Regions from separate parts of the Mus musculus genome. Here regions 2 and 3 are each linked to region 1. A link is a contact called in public promoter capture Hi-C data. All regions are on one chromosome and are shown on one strand. Each heading gives the region's core, a stretch centred on a gene start, on an enhancer-like site or on the middle of the called end of the contact. The rest is flanking DNA. Distances are from core to core; before and after follow the strand shown. Region 1 holds the start of Cldn1 (claudin 1). Region 2 has its middle 27 kb from the start of Gm20319. Region 3 holds the start of P3h2 (prolyl 3-hydroxylase 2).

Region 1 (4,102 bases), core at 786-3,285:
ACCGTTTTAGGAAATATAATAAGTATATTTAAAAGGAATAAATTACAATCAACCATTTAATGAATTATTCTGGGTAGGAGCGATCTGAATATTTGCTGCATGGACCATCATTCTATCCAGGCATTTGGGAAACTTAGACCTGATAAAATAAAGAATTTGGATTAGAGGAATAAAATTGATAGGAAGCCCTCTCTGGACTTGCTGTAGCAGATCTCACCTGCCAGGTCTACAATATGGTTCTGAAAATGCCTGGCACCATTTTCTTTCCACTGGACTAGTTCCCAATCGTCAACAGTCTGAGTGTATCCGGGGAGGGTAATAAATAGGACATGCTTTCCAAATGTATAGATTACTTTTAATAGAGGAGTCCAGATGTGGAGACAAAACCATGCCAGCTGAGTACATTCTACAGGTTCTCACAGTGTCAAGCTGATTTGTGGCAGGTCTCATAACTGTAAAGTGAAGTGCTTTTGTTGGGAAGGAGGAAGAGCTCCACTCTCATAGGTCAGGGACAATGCCAGCACTGTTCACAGCAGCATTCCCAGGGGACTGTGGAGTAGCTTTGTTTAGGCAAAGGCTAAGGGAACTCTTCCTCCTGTGAGGTAAAGGGCAGGACAACCAATGTGATTTCTCCAGGAAGAGAACATGCCCTGTAGGAATTGAATGGCTTTCTGACAAAGCCCTGAAAAAAGTTTTAGCTAAAAGTGAAGGCGAATACATCTTATCACCCGTCTCCCCAGAATCAGTAGAGATACTCCTGTCTATGCATGCCTTTCTCACTTTACATATAGGACCAATGCATCAATACATAGAGATTCCATTGCGGAAGGAAAAACATGGGAATAGCCTTTCTTTTTCCTCACAGACTTCTTCCCACATGGTGACCTCAACCAGGCTGCCTCCTTCTGTGCCTTCGCTCTTGCTGCCATGCTGCTGAGTTTATTCAGAAGAGCTCTCTTCAGTGACCCACTCCCCAGATGCCACCAGTCCTTCTTATTCTAAACTTGTACCGCACAAGTTGACTCTCCTGCAAATCCTAGTCCATCCTTTGGGGGCGGGGGGGGGGGGATCTCAAGAGGTTCTTCAAGGTAGAAAACCAAAAGACCCAAAGAGTAAACCTTAGCTGTGCGTTGGAAATGCCATGAGACAACTCAGAAAGTTTCTTATTTGATATTTCAGAATCATCTAGTTAACGCTTGTAAACCTACCCAAAGTGTGCCGTTTTCTTGTTCAAACCCTATTAGAATGAATGTGCAGAAGAGGCCCAAGAACCTAAGTTCCACAGTGGTCTTCATTCTCCCAATCTCCACCCACCTTGATTAGAATTTGAGACAAAAAAAAAATCACACCTAAAAGGGCAGAAGGTGCCAAGTAGAGAGTTAGAGGCAAATCTAGGGCTTTAACCTAGGGCTTGGGTTCTTTCTGCTTTATCAGGACAGAGCACATGCTGAAAAGCCTTGACCAATTTCGAGGGTAGCCTCTGGGCTGAATGAAGCTACTACAGAGGACAAGGGCTCCAAGGCTGGGGAGTGGGGGTAGAGAGGGTGGGGGAGAGTCCAAGGATAGGGAGTGGGGAGTTGGAGGATGAGGGTGCACTCACTGTTCAGATTCAGCAAGGAGTCGAAGACTTTGCACTGTATCTGCCCGGTGCTTTGCGAAACGCAGGACATCCACAGTCCCTCGTAGATGGCCTGAGCGGTCACGATGTTGTCCCCAGCATAGGAGTAAATCTTCCACTGGGGCAGGGCAGTGCTGACGATGGAGCCGATCCATCCCAGAGAAGCCAGGATGAAACCCAGCAGCTGCAGCCCCGCGTTGGCCATGGCTCTTTCCGAGGCTCCCGCGGGCTCAGTGGCAGATGCAGAAAGTGGAGTTTGCAAGGTGCGCACCTGAGCTCCCGAAGGTGATGGGGTCTCTGCAAACAAGTTAGTGCCTATACCCTTGCTCTCTGTGCAGCTGCGGGGCGAGGCTCCTGGCTTCTGGTCCGGGTAGGCGGTGGTGGAGTCTGGAAGTGAGAAGTGGCAGAGTTCTCTGAGACGCTGAACCGCCCGGCGCTGTGATTTAAAGCAGCTCCGCCCCTCCCGGCATGCAGCGCCCCCTGGTGGTTTCGTGGCCGAATCCCCACAAAGGTCCTCGCAGGCCAGCTCCGTGGTGGATGATGATGCCCCGTGGGCTACCTGGGGACCATCTGAAGAGAATCAGGCATCCCTAACCTCTTCCCTTCGTGTCTCTCCTAGCACTTGATAGGCATTTTCTTCATTTCACTCCGTAATTAACTAATAATAAAAGTTACCTCATCTGTGTAAATGCAAAAACAACACATAAAGATGGAAAAACTGGGGGGAACTAGAAACCTATTTTCATTTTTTAGTATATTCCCAGTATTTTATTCAGGAAATGTGTCTAACTCGATATTTCTATATTCCCTTCACCCTTGGGCACCTCTTGTCTGATAGTTCCTTCTCTTTTAGGGGCCCTCTGCTCCCTTCTGTTCCTTAAGGTCATTCCATTAGATTTCTCCCATTTCTCCCATGGGTCTCAGAGATGTTGAAACTTTATAGATTAGAGAAGAGCTAACCGGAGAGTGCCTCAGGGCAGGTTTCTAGTACACTCTTAGATCTGTGTGCTTTCCACTGCATATATATATATATTGTCTTTTGGGTTTTTATTTTCCTTTTGAAAATGCAGTCCACTATCTGACACACCCAATGCATGCATGCACGGGCACAAACACACAGACACACATATACACACATACACATACACATACACATACACATACACATACACATACACTTTTTCCTTAAAGCAATTTGCTTAGCATAGTAACTCCTTATCTGAGATGCCTGACCAGCAAAGACTTATCAGATGGAATTCAGCAAGTTCCTCCACATTCTCTTCCAGGAGAAAGAGAGACACTTGGATGCATCCTAGTAGAACTTAGTCTCTGGCTTTGGAGCTGGCAGTAATCTCCCCAGGCTTTGACCTAGGCTGCCTCTTGCTGTCCTCTCTGGGTCTGTACAGCTTCCTTGCTTGTTGCTACACAGAAGCCCACATTGTGGTTGAGAATAATTAAAATGTTTTCTCAGCTGTTATTTTGTCTGTGGTGTGAGTACGGTGGAAAGAGAGGCTTCTATGGATTTAGTAAAAACAGGAGAATTGAGGGCAGAAATAAACACATGAGTGAAAACAAGGGATGCTTCCATGCATGCTAAGGAAAGTACAAGCTTGCCACAAGAAAGTTATGTGAAAAACAAAATAGAACGACAAACAAAGCCTTACTGCCCTCACTCCCATGCTCACTGTTCTCAGACCAGCTTTGTCAATGCTTAAGGATAAAGACTCAGATCTGCTGTAGTCAGGGACTTAGGGAGTAGTGATGACAACAGAACTCAGACAGGAGATAGCAAGATTTGAACAAGTATTCATTGTCCTGCTCCTGCTCCCAGCTGTTTTCCAAACATAAAAGATCTCTAAATAAGATCTGTAGGTAGGCCAGGCCCTGGCTGACTTGTGCCCTCACGCCCTCAGCCTGCAGGCAGTACTACTCTGTGAGTTCAGAGGAATATTCCCCTGGTATCTAGTGTCTGTTCAGGCAGATGAAATGTCAATCATGCTTAGAACACAGAATTCCCTCAAGACGTGCACTATGTGAGATCATATGATCGTATCCATTTCTGCTGCAGTTTTTCAGCGCCCCTTTCAAAAAATAAGATTTGAATTCATCTATGTAGTTGTGCCTGAGGACCCATTTCTACGAAGCCGCAGTTGGCAGGGGATTAGAGGCATGGCTTCTGATTTGTTTTGTTTTGTTTTGAATCCAGATCTGTGCAAGGCTGACTATTTTGCTTCCCACAACTGTGTTTGGGCGGCTGCGGTGAGCTTTCCCACTCTGCTGCTCTGTGCTCACCTCGACATCCTAATCCCGTCTAGTTTTCTGTCCCTAGCCTCAGAGGAGCAACAGATGAGATAATAGTTCAGTCTAAATCCATTAATTTGAGAAGAAAAACAACCCACAAACATCAGCTTTTCATATCTAAAGCATAAGTAATAAAGGCAATAACATGAGCCAGAAGGTTCTAGAAAAGGCTGCCAGTGGTGC
Region 2 (4,102 bases), core at 590-3,089, 410 kb after region 1:
CATAACCTCCATGCTGGCATAATGAAGGGAGAAGAGCATAGAAGAGAGTTTTCAATAGCTGAAGCAAGAGATAGAGGTACACCTGACTTGACTGAGATGAAACTGGGTTCAAGCTTGCAGCACCAACAACTTTGTGGGGATAAACAACAATTAAAAATCATATCTGGTCAAGAGTTATTGTGAACAGGTACCATTATGGATTTTTTTTCAGAATATGGAAACACATGAGATTTACACTTGGGGAAAGTTGGGCATTGTATAGAATTTGTTCAGAATGACGATTAACCAGCATCAGAAGATGGAGTGGGTAGATAAGTGCCCAGTTTCATCCCTCATGGATAGCGCAGTGTGTTGCAGCTTGTTGCAGTGTTTTGGTTCCCCAGCAGGATTTAGTTCCAAGCACAGGGGTAACAGGGTTCATACTGTGCCCCATAAGGCATTCCTCTATTACTGATGTCACTTCCCCACTCTCCACCCGTATTTCTTGGATCCTTGAATACACATCTGTGTTTGTTTTGGAAGATGGAATTATGAAAACTTTCAGGGGGAAAGTGGTTTCTGCGATGGAAGAACAAAGTCAAGTTTGGTAGAGATGAGTTCTAGTGTGATCTAATTTTTTTACACCCTTTTTTTTGGTGTTATTTCCTAAGCCTGCTTCCCGCAGGTCAGTTTCCGAAGCTTTGATCCAAGGTCTTGTCAATTTTTTTCTATGGTTGGTGTTAGGCATCTAATCTTCTTTCCCTTTGAGTGCTGGATTAGTTATGGATTATGTTAACTTTGCAGGGTATAATTTAAGTATATTAAATAATATTTTGATGTCTCTTCTTAAGTTTTTTCACTTTGTAAAGTAAAATATATTCTACAGATGGAATTGAGCCTTCCAAAGATTTATAAGCCAAAGTCCCACATCTCAACCTGCTGTGCTATATTTAGAAACAGGGCCTTGTGGGGGGTAATGAGAGCTGCACGGTATCATGAGGTTAGAGCTTGTGTCCCATAGATCTGGTGTCCATATGAGAGAAGAGCCTTTTCAGAGCACATCATGTTTGGGTGGGATCTTGGGAACCTGTGTGAGGACACTTTAGGAAGGCACACAAAAGAGAGGGCTCCAGAAACACAATTGGCTGTTACCTGGGTCTGGAATGTGCAGCTTATAGAAGAGGAACAGAATAACTTTCTGGGTAAGGTATCCAGCTACACATTCTGCTTTGTTAAACTTGTCCAACCTGAGTAACTACCGCACATGCATGTACACACTCACACACTCACTAACACACACACACACACACACACTCACTCACATACACTCAATCACACTCACTCACACACACACACTCACACATACACTCACACACACACACACTCGAACACACACTCACACACACACATTCACACACACTCACACACACACTCACTCACATACTCACTCAAACACACACTCTCTCTCTCACACACACACACACACAAATACAGTTATTAAATTTTAACTATATATGCTTGTTTTTCTGTTATCCTTACTACTTGTCTCTAAACTATATAATGCTGTCATAATGCTCCTTTTAAAAGAAAGTATTCTGCATGCAGGTGTTCATTACATGTCCAATTGTGTAATTGTCTTTAACTAAGTTTTCTCAGATGTGAAAGGCAAATGACTGTTTGCTTGTTGGATTGTTGTGCAGTTTTATCACTATAAAGCCTCAAAAATATACACGTATCCTTTTGCCACAAATTCTCTTCTCTACATTTTGCATGAACATAATCATCTCCCTATATTACGCTCCTATTCTTACTAACATAGCCTTTTCCTGTCCCCAGCTCCACTTTTCTCCACTGGCAGACTGAACCCTGCAAGCTCATTTTTTCTCATAATGGGTAGCCAAACAGACCATCCATTGAGGCTCCCAGTAGATCAATTGACAATTGATTCAATTTGGTCACTAGGCAACATATTTTGGGAAAAGCATGCTGTGAATGCTGTTTTTGGACTTATTTTCCAGGAATAAAACGTTCTGCAAATAATCTTCTGCTTTGTTCTAGGACTCATGCAAGCCCAAAATAGCATACATACTTTGTGCCTGCGTTTTCCCATCTTACCACAAGCTCTGTTTAAGCATGTAAATCTATATCAAAATGGCATTGATACTGGATGCAGATTTATGTTTGGAAGTAATAGAAAAAAAGAGAGAAGAACATTTGGAAAGAATATTAAGAGTTGAGATATCAGAAGAACCATATTTTTAAAGATGTATAAGCTTTAGAATTAGCAGCCCTTTCTTATCACTGCCTAGTTTGTGGCTTATGGGAACTCAGTCCTTATTTCAGGCTTTTTTTTTCCCAAAATGACCACTGGAGGGCATTGCCAGTCAGCAGAGATGGAGGTTTCTATTAAAACACAAGCCTAAAGAAAGTTACGCCACAAAAGTAAGATGCACAGCTATCGGATCAGACTATATGGAAACAAACAGAAAGCACTAACCAGTAACTAAATATTTCAAGGTCTTTCCTGCAACTGAGACTGACCTTAAAAAAAAAAAGAATTATAAAATGTGGTAGGGGTTGCCATAGTTTTAATGCTCTGCATGGCTTACTTCGTTGAATGGAGCATTTCCTTCCCAGGAGCACAGGCCTCATATCATTAAAATGGAGGATATTCTCTAACAATGTACTATACATTGAGCTACTAAAAACTCAAATTGGAATTTACTTATAATAGTGAGTCATCTTAATAATCAAAGGCAGCCAAGGCACGCCATTAGAAATTGTAAGGTGTTTGAAAACAGACTATTTAACATTTTATCACATCTGTAGATTCCTCATTAGGTTGATTTAAACCGTAAACTTATCTGTGAGTTTCCTGGGGCTGGATTTGAAGAAGTGATGACTGAGTCAATTGTCCTAGTGTCGAGGAAACTCTTAAGCTTCTGCATTGGCCACTAATGTTTCTGAGCACCTCGAGGCTGGTCCTCTTTGAAAGACTTCCACAGTGCAAACTCAACTATGTCCTTTATTTCTATGCCCTGGAACGGAAGAGGCATTTCAGATTTGGAGTGTGTTTTAAAGTGTGTATGTACATTGTCTGTAAATGGCTGTAAATTATAACCTCAGCTCTTGGCAAGCCTGTGACAATGGTTCTTTTAGATGTGGTGCTTTAAGGCAGGGGCAGATAGTAAGTTGACTAATTAAACACTTTAGTTTACATTCTCAAACTCCATAGATTCTAAATAGATGTGTACACCATAGGTTACATAAGCGAAGTTTTCACTTAGCTCCTTTTGGCTCTTTGTTTAGGTCAGGACAAGAGGCATCCAGGCATGGGATATATATTATATTTTCTTCTGTGTTGTCTCACTGCCTAGTTAATTTATTTCATATCAATTCAATATGATATCTCAATGATGCTAGGTTTATAACTTCAGACTCCATTTTCCCTTCATCTCCAAATTCTCATATCCAAATATTTACTATACAGCTCTGTGTGGCTGCCTATCATACACCCCAGACCTGAAGTATCCAAAATTTAAATTGCTGGGTTTTTTTTTGTCCTAAACGTTTTTCCACCTCAGCTTACAGCAACCTGTAGTCATTAGGCAAGTGGCAATGTTTTCCTTGATTATTTTATTTCCATCATAGCCCGTATTAAACTCGTAATCTGAAAAATAGTTCATTCTTGAACTGCCACCTCTCTTTCTTCTTTGGATGTTAGCTCTCATCTTCTCTTGAAGATTGTAGACTCCTTTCTATATTGCCAAGCCCCTTAACTGAATGGGGACCAGAGATATGGCTTGAATTATATAACTCCCTCAGTATGTGCAGTTAGCAAGACAGACCAGGGAGGCCCAAAGAAGTCTTAAGTGGGAAAGCAGGGATGATGGTAATACAACAAGCATGTGTTGTATATTTAACTTAAACTGAGTAAGTAATTAACTGAGATGGGAGGGATGATGGTCTCCAACTGGCCAAGACAGAGTGAGTTAAAGACAGCACTGCACACGTTAATGTAGATCTTTATAGTAGACAAAGTATTTTCAAATATTATTTTTATTGGTTCTCACTCAGCTTGCTCTCTCTGTCTGTGTAGGCAGAGATATAAACGAACTGGATG
Region 3 (4,102 bases), core at 1,049-3,548, 270 kb before region 1:
ATTCAGTTTCATGTGGCTTTCGGACTATATAAATTCACTTATACATGGCACTATGACCATACACATATACACAAGAGCTGGTCACCCTGCTAGTGAATATTCCACAGTCCAAAGATGGCGGTAATGGTGCATATGTGTTTGTGTGTGTGTCAGTGTGTGTGTGTCAGTGTGTGTGTGTGTCTCCCTGAGAAGAAGGCAAGTCTACCTTAGAGTTTCCATGAAGCACAGAGAAGAGAAGAATTCTAATGCAGCCTGTAGGTGGTAATGAGCAAATTCCTATAGGGGTAAAAACATTTCCTTCCTCGGAATCTGTCAGTTATGTTAATCAAAGTCATTAGAAAAGGCCTCTTAGGCTTATGGTTTCATCTTCTTTGACCTCTCATTGGGGACCAGGGGTAAGGGGATGAGAAATAAATGTTAATATTACATAAAAATATATGCCTACAGAATCACAGAAATCCACATGCTGACTGCATGGCTGTTTATTTTCACAGGATGAGTATGCATCCTTCTCTTCTCCTGTTCGTCCGGAGAAGAGAAAATCTATTTGCCACGAGCTACAGACTCATCAGCAAAATGGCCACATCTCCCCCTTGCAGCCCAGACTCTCAAAAGGACCACACGACAGGATCACTCACATTCTGCTCTGGGAACCAGCTTAGTCCCTCCCCCAGAACTGACTAATTTCTGAAAGAACAGGAAAAACTGTGCCCTTTTCTTTCTAAAAGGCAGATTTATGCGTGATACATGTCTTCAGCAAATCCATTGGAAAGCACAAGAGAACAGACAACACACATGTCCTGGAGAGAATTCTGGGTTCTCTGTCAGTCCTTGACCCGAACTAGTCAACTCCTGAACCTCAGCACCATGCACACTGCTCTTGAGATCTGGTCTCTGTTGTGACCATATTAACTCCTCCCACTGCTGTCTGAAAGACCTGGATATATTGACTCAGAAAGATAGGCATAAGAAATGTGACCCTGAGAAACATGAGTTTGTGGAAGTGAGGGGCTGGGTAATTCATTCTACATTTTTGCCATGCAGCTAGTTAGGTCTTTTTAACTGGGGCTCTGGGGTATGCCAGTTTTGATTGTATACCTCCTGACAGCAACTCCGGGGAAGGTACATAGACGCAAGTAAAAGCAGAGAGCGCTGGGCATCTGAGGTGAAGTGGTCCTAAATGGTGGGAACCCCAGGAACCTAAACCAGTACCAAAGAAATCCGCACTTTCAGTAGATTGCCTCATACAGCTTCAAGCATCATTCCTCCACGACTTTTTATCTCGTTGCTCTTCTTTAGTTGAAGAGAAATAACTTTTAGGACCGTTTAGGGCCGTTTCTTAAACTTAGAAGATCAGACTGCAGAGTAAGAGGGATAGCTAAAAGGAGATCAGGAGTGGGCTATGTCAAAGAATTTACTCTAGGTCTAGGTAGAGCACAACCACCGAAGTGTTGAAAGACACTTTTGATATGCTCTTCTTGGCACAGCCCATTTTTGCGAGTGAAGAGGACGCTGAGACAGAGAGCAAAGCTGATCTGCCCACTTTCATCTAGTCTAGTCTCTGGGCTTCTACTTGCACGCAAAGCAGAGCCACTGCGAAAGGCTGGATGGAGTGTAGAGCAATGCTCCCTCCCACCCCACCCCCTATCCCACAAAGCCAACCCTAGGGTCACCCGCGATGGGCGCAGCCACGTTCAGTACCTTGATGTAGGCCCTCTGCAGGTAGTTGTAGGGAACTCTGCGTTGGAAGTCGCTGCGCACGTCCTCGCTGACGCGGTGGCGGGACGCGGGGCCGCCCAGGCGCTGGCTCTGGCAGCTGCGGGAGCAGCGCGCCCGCTCCAGCACCGCGCGGAAGAAGGGCAGCTCGGCTCCGGGGCCGGCGCCGGGGGGCGCGAGCGGACGGCGCGCCGCGCAGTGGCGGGCGCAGCGCGTGCGGATGTCCCGTAGGCGCCGGTGACTGCTCAGGGCGGCTTCCAGGTCCCGCACCGCTCGCTCATAGTCGCCGCTGTAGTAGGCAGCCACGCCGCTGGCGTAGAGCAGGTCGAAGGGCTGCAGCGGGCCGCGCTCGGGCTCTGGCTCCGGGGACCGGCGACCGTCCTGGGGGCCGCCCCGCTGCGGTGTGGGCAGCAGTAGCAGCAACAGCAGCGACACCCACGTGCTCTCCCGCATCCTCCGCCGGACCCGTGGAGGGAGATCGTCGCGCTTCTTGCCTGCCCCACCGCAACTCACGTTCGAGCCCCGCTCCAACTCCGAGGGCTAGCGAGCCGATCCTGCCGTGATCCCGCTGCGCGACAGCCCCAGGTGACCGCCGGCAGCGCTGCGGTCCTGGAGGCGGAGGCTCGCCCAGCTGGCCGCTCTTAAAGGGACGCCTCCAGCTCACACGCTCCTCCTGCCGCCGAGCCTCCGCGAGCCGCGCTCCAGCTGCCTGAGAGCTAGCACAGTCCTGAGAGGCCGACCCCTGGGGACAAGTTTTGCGTGTGGGGTCCCTTGTGGGTGGCAGAAGACGATGGTGTTGCTTTATCTTCAGCACTTGGGGAAGTGAGGTCCACAGTCGTTTTCTGGAATCTATGTGGACTTGCTCTTTGCAGTCCTTCACTCTTAGATGCAACATGAAGGGGCATTTCAGACTGCCTGAAAAGCTCTAGAGAAGGGGAGGAGGGCCCCTGGCCAGTTGAGTAGGTTTGAGGAGAAAGGGGTTTGCCCAAGTTTATACAGCTAAGAATAAGCAAAGGATGAACCTAGCTCTGCCCCACAAAAATAGAAGCTTCCCGCCCTCCTGTAGGGCAGGGTCTCCTCCCTCTTGCTTTCTCCCATGGCTAAGTGTGGATGTGTTCCTGTATTGAATGTGAAGACTGGGCAAGAACGATAAATAACCCGAGTTTCCTGTTCAGACCGCTGGAGGAAAGTGGAGCTGTACATTAAGTTCTGCCTTTGGCAGTTTTCCAGATGTGCACTGGGCCTCTGTTACTTACCTCATCCAAAGCAGCCAAATGCCCAACATGTCCAGTGATATTCAGACATAAATCCCTATTGTGAGAGTTGAACAAAGAGTCAGTTTAACAAACCCAGTACCCCAGGACTTAAGCAATGAACATCAATCTAGAAGTGGGAAACTTGACAGAAACAGCTGCCAGAGTCCAAGGAACTAGCTGGAGGCTTTCCTGTTCCTCCCCGTCTGTTGGGTCATAAATACCTTCTTAGCCAAGGTGTTCCCCTCTTTTCTGTCCCTTGGCTCCACACTCCCAGAAAAAGGGGGGGAAAGTGTGTTAGACTCTGGAGTCCAGCCTGCAATTCCCTGGGAGGACTTCTGTTTGTCTGGAACTGTCTGTGGGAATCTCACCTCAGTCTCTGGGCCATTGGAAAGATAACCAACGGGAAAGAACCGCATATATTGTCCAACTGACCCGAATTTGCTGAAGAAAGTCTTTGTGTAAAATGGTCACTATTCAAAAAAGGTGGCTAGTGTCGCAACCTTTCCCTTCTTCTTGTTGAGTTTCTCACCCTTTTGGCCATGAACCGCGCTGGCTAAATAACTCTGAAAAAAAAAAACTGATTCATGTACATATTAATTTTTACACCAAAATTCTCAAAATTGTCTATTTCCATTCATGGCAAATCTTGCCTTAGATGGTCAGTGCTCCAGAATTAGCAAAGAGTTTTTTTTTTTTTTCTCCTGGTGATGAACTGTTCAGATAAAGGTGGCAGAGTCTAAAATTATGGATCTATTTGGAGAAGGGTTTGAAGCACACGGAATAAAAAATGCTATCTAGGAGACAGATCAGCTGTGAAGATAATTTTGCATGTCTCAGCTCTACATCATAGACATTCCTATATCACTGAACACGTGTCACTAAATTAATATCTCTAAGTGCCTGCCCCTGGTGTGTGGATGATGGGGGAAAGAAGATGTGATCATACCAGTGTCCTCACTTCTGCAAGTTTACAGTGAAATGCAGGAAATGAACACAGGTCACAGGAGTCTGATACAAACTAAAAATGTAGAACATACTAAGTGGAATTCAATGTGCTCTGATAAAATAGTTGCTAAACCTTCTGCAGGACAAAGCTAAAAAAAAACTTAGGAGAAAAGACCCTAGACAGA

What was found. Promoter capture Hi-C pulls out the DNA fragments that hold promoters and counts their contacts. Capture Hi-C pulls out chosen DNA fragments and counts their contacts.
Region 2: a promoter capture Hi-C map of hippocampal neurons shows a contact between it and region 1, with 2.4 times the contacts expected there. The contact joins the enhancer-like site here to the promoter of Cldn1 in region 1. A contact is called at or near these places in 10 of 39 promoter capture datasets (the 3T3-L1 cell line, the C10 cell line, hematopoietic stem and progenitor cells and 5 more), 1 of 484 Hi-C or Micro-C datasets (cerebral cortex) and 1 of 9 other capture datasets (adipose tissue).
Region 3: a contact with region 1 is called in a promoter capture Hi-C map of pancreatic islet. The contact joins the promoter of P3h2 here to the promoter of Cldn1 in region 1. A contact is called at or near these places in 2 of 39 promoter capture datasets (the C10 cell line and liver) and 1 of 9 other capture datasets (pancreatic islet).

The regions. Positions count from the first base shown.
Region 1 is chr16:26,369,804-26,373,905 of GRCm38.p6, forward strand. Cldn1 (claudin 1) reads right to left here and starts at 2,036. Exons shown (of 4, transcript NM_016674.4): 1 at 1,601-2,036. The coding sequence starts at 1,823.
Region 2 is chr16:26,780,187-26,784,288 of GRCm38.p6, forward strand. No RefSeq gene overlaps it. Among named protein-coding and RNA genes, the nearest start is that of Gm20319, 27 kb to the left of the region's middle. Within about 2 kb of position 1,840, at least 9 of the 459 cell types and tissues checked have an H3K27ac peak or open chromatin away from gene starts, as enhancers often do. A contact at or near this core is called in hippocampal neurons, where this site is marked.
Region 3 is chr16:26,103,515-26,107,616 of GRCm38.p6, forward strand. It overlaps P3h2 (prolyl 3-hydroxylase 2), which reads right to left and starts at 2,299. Exons shown (of 15, transcript NM_173379.3): 1 at 1,702-2,299. The coding sequence starts at 2,169.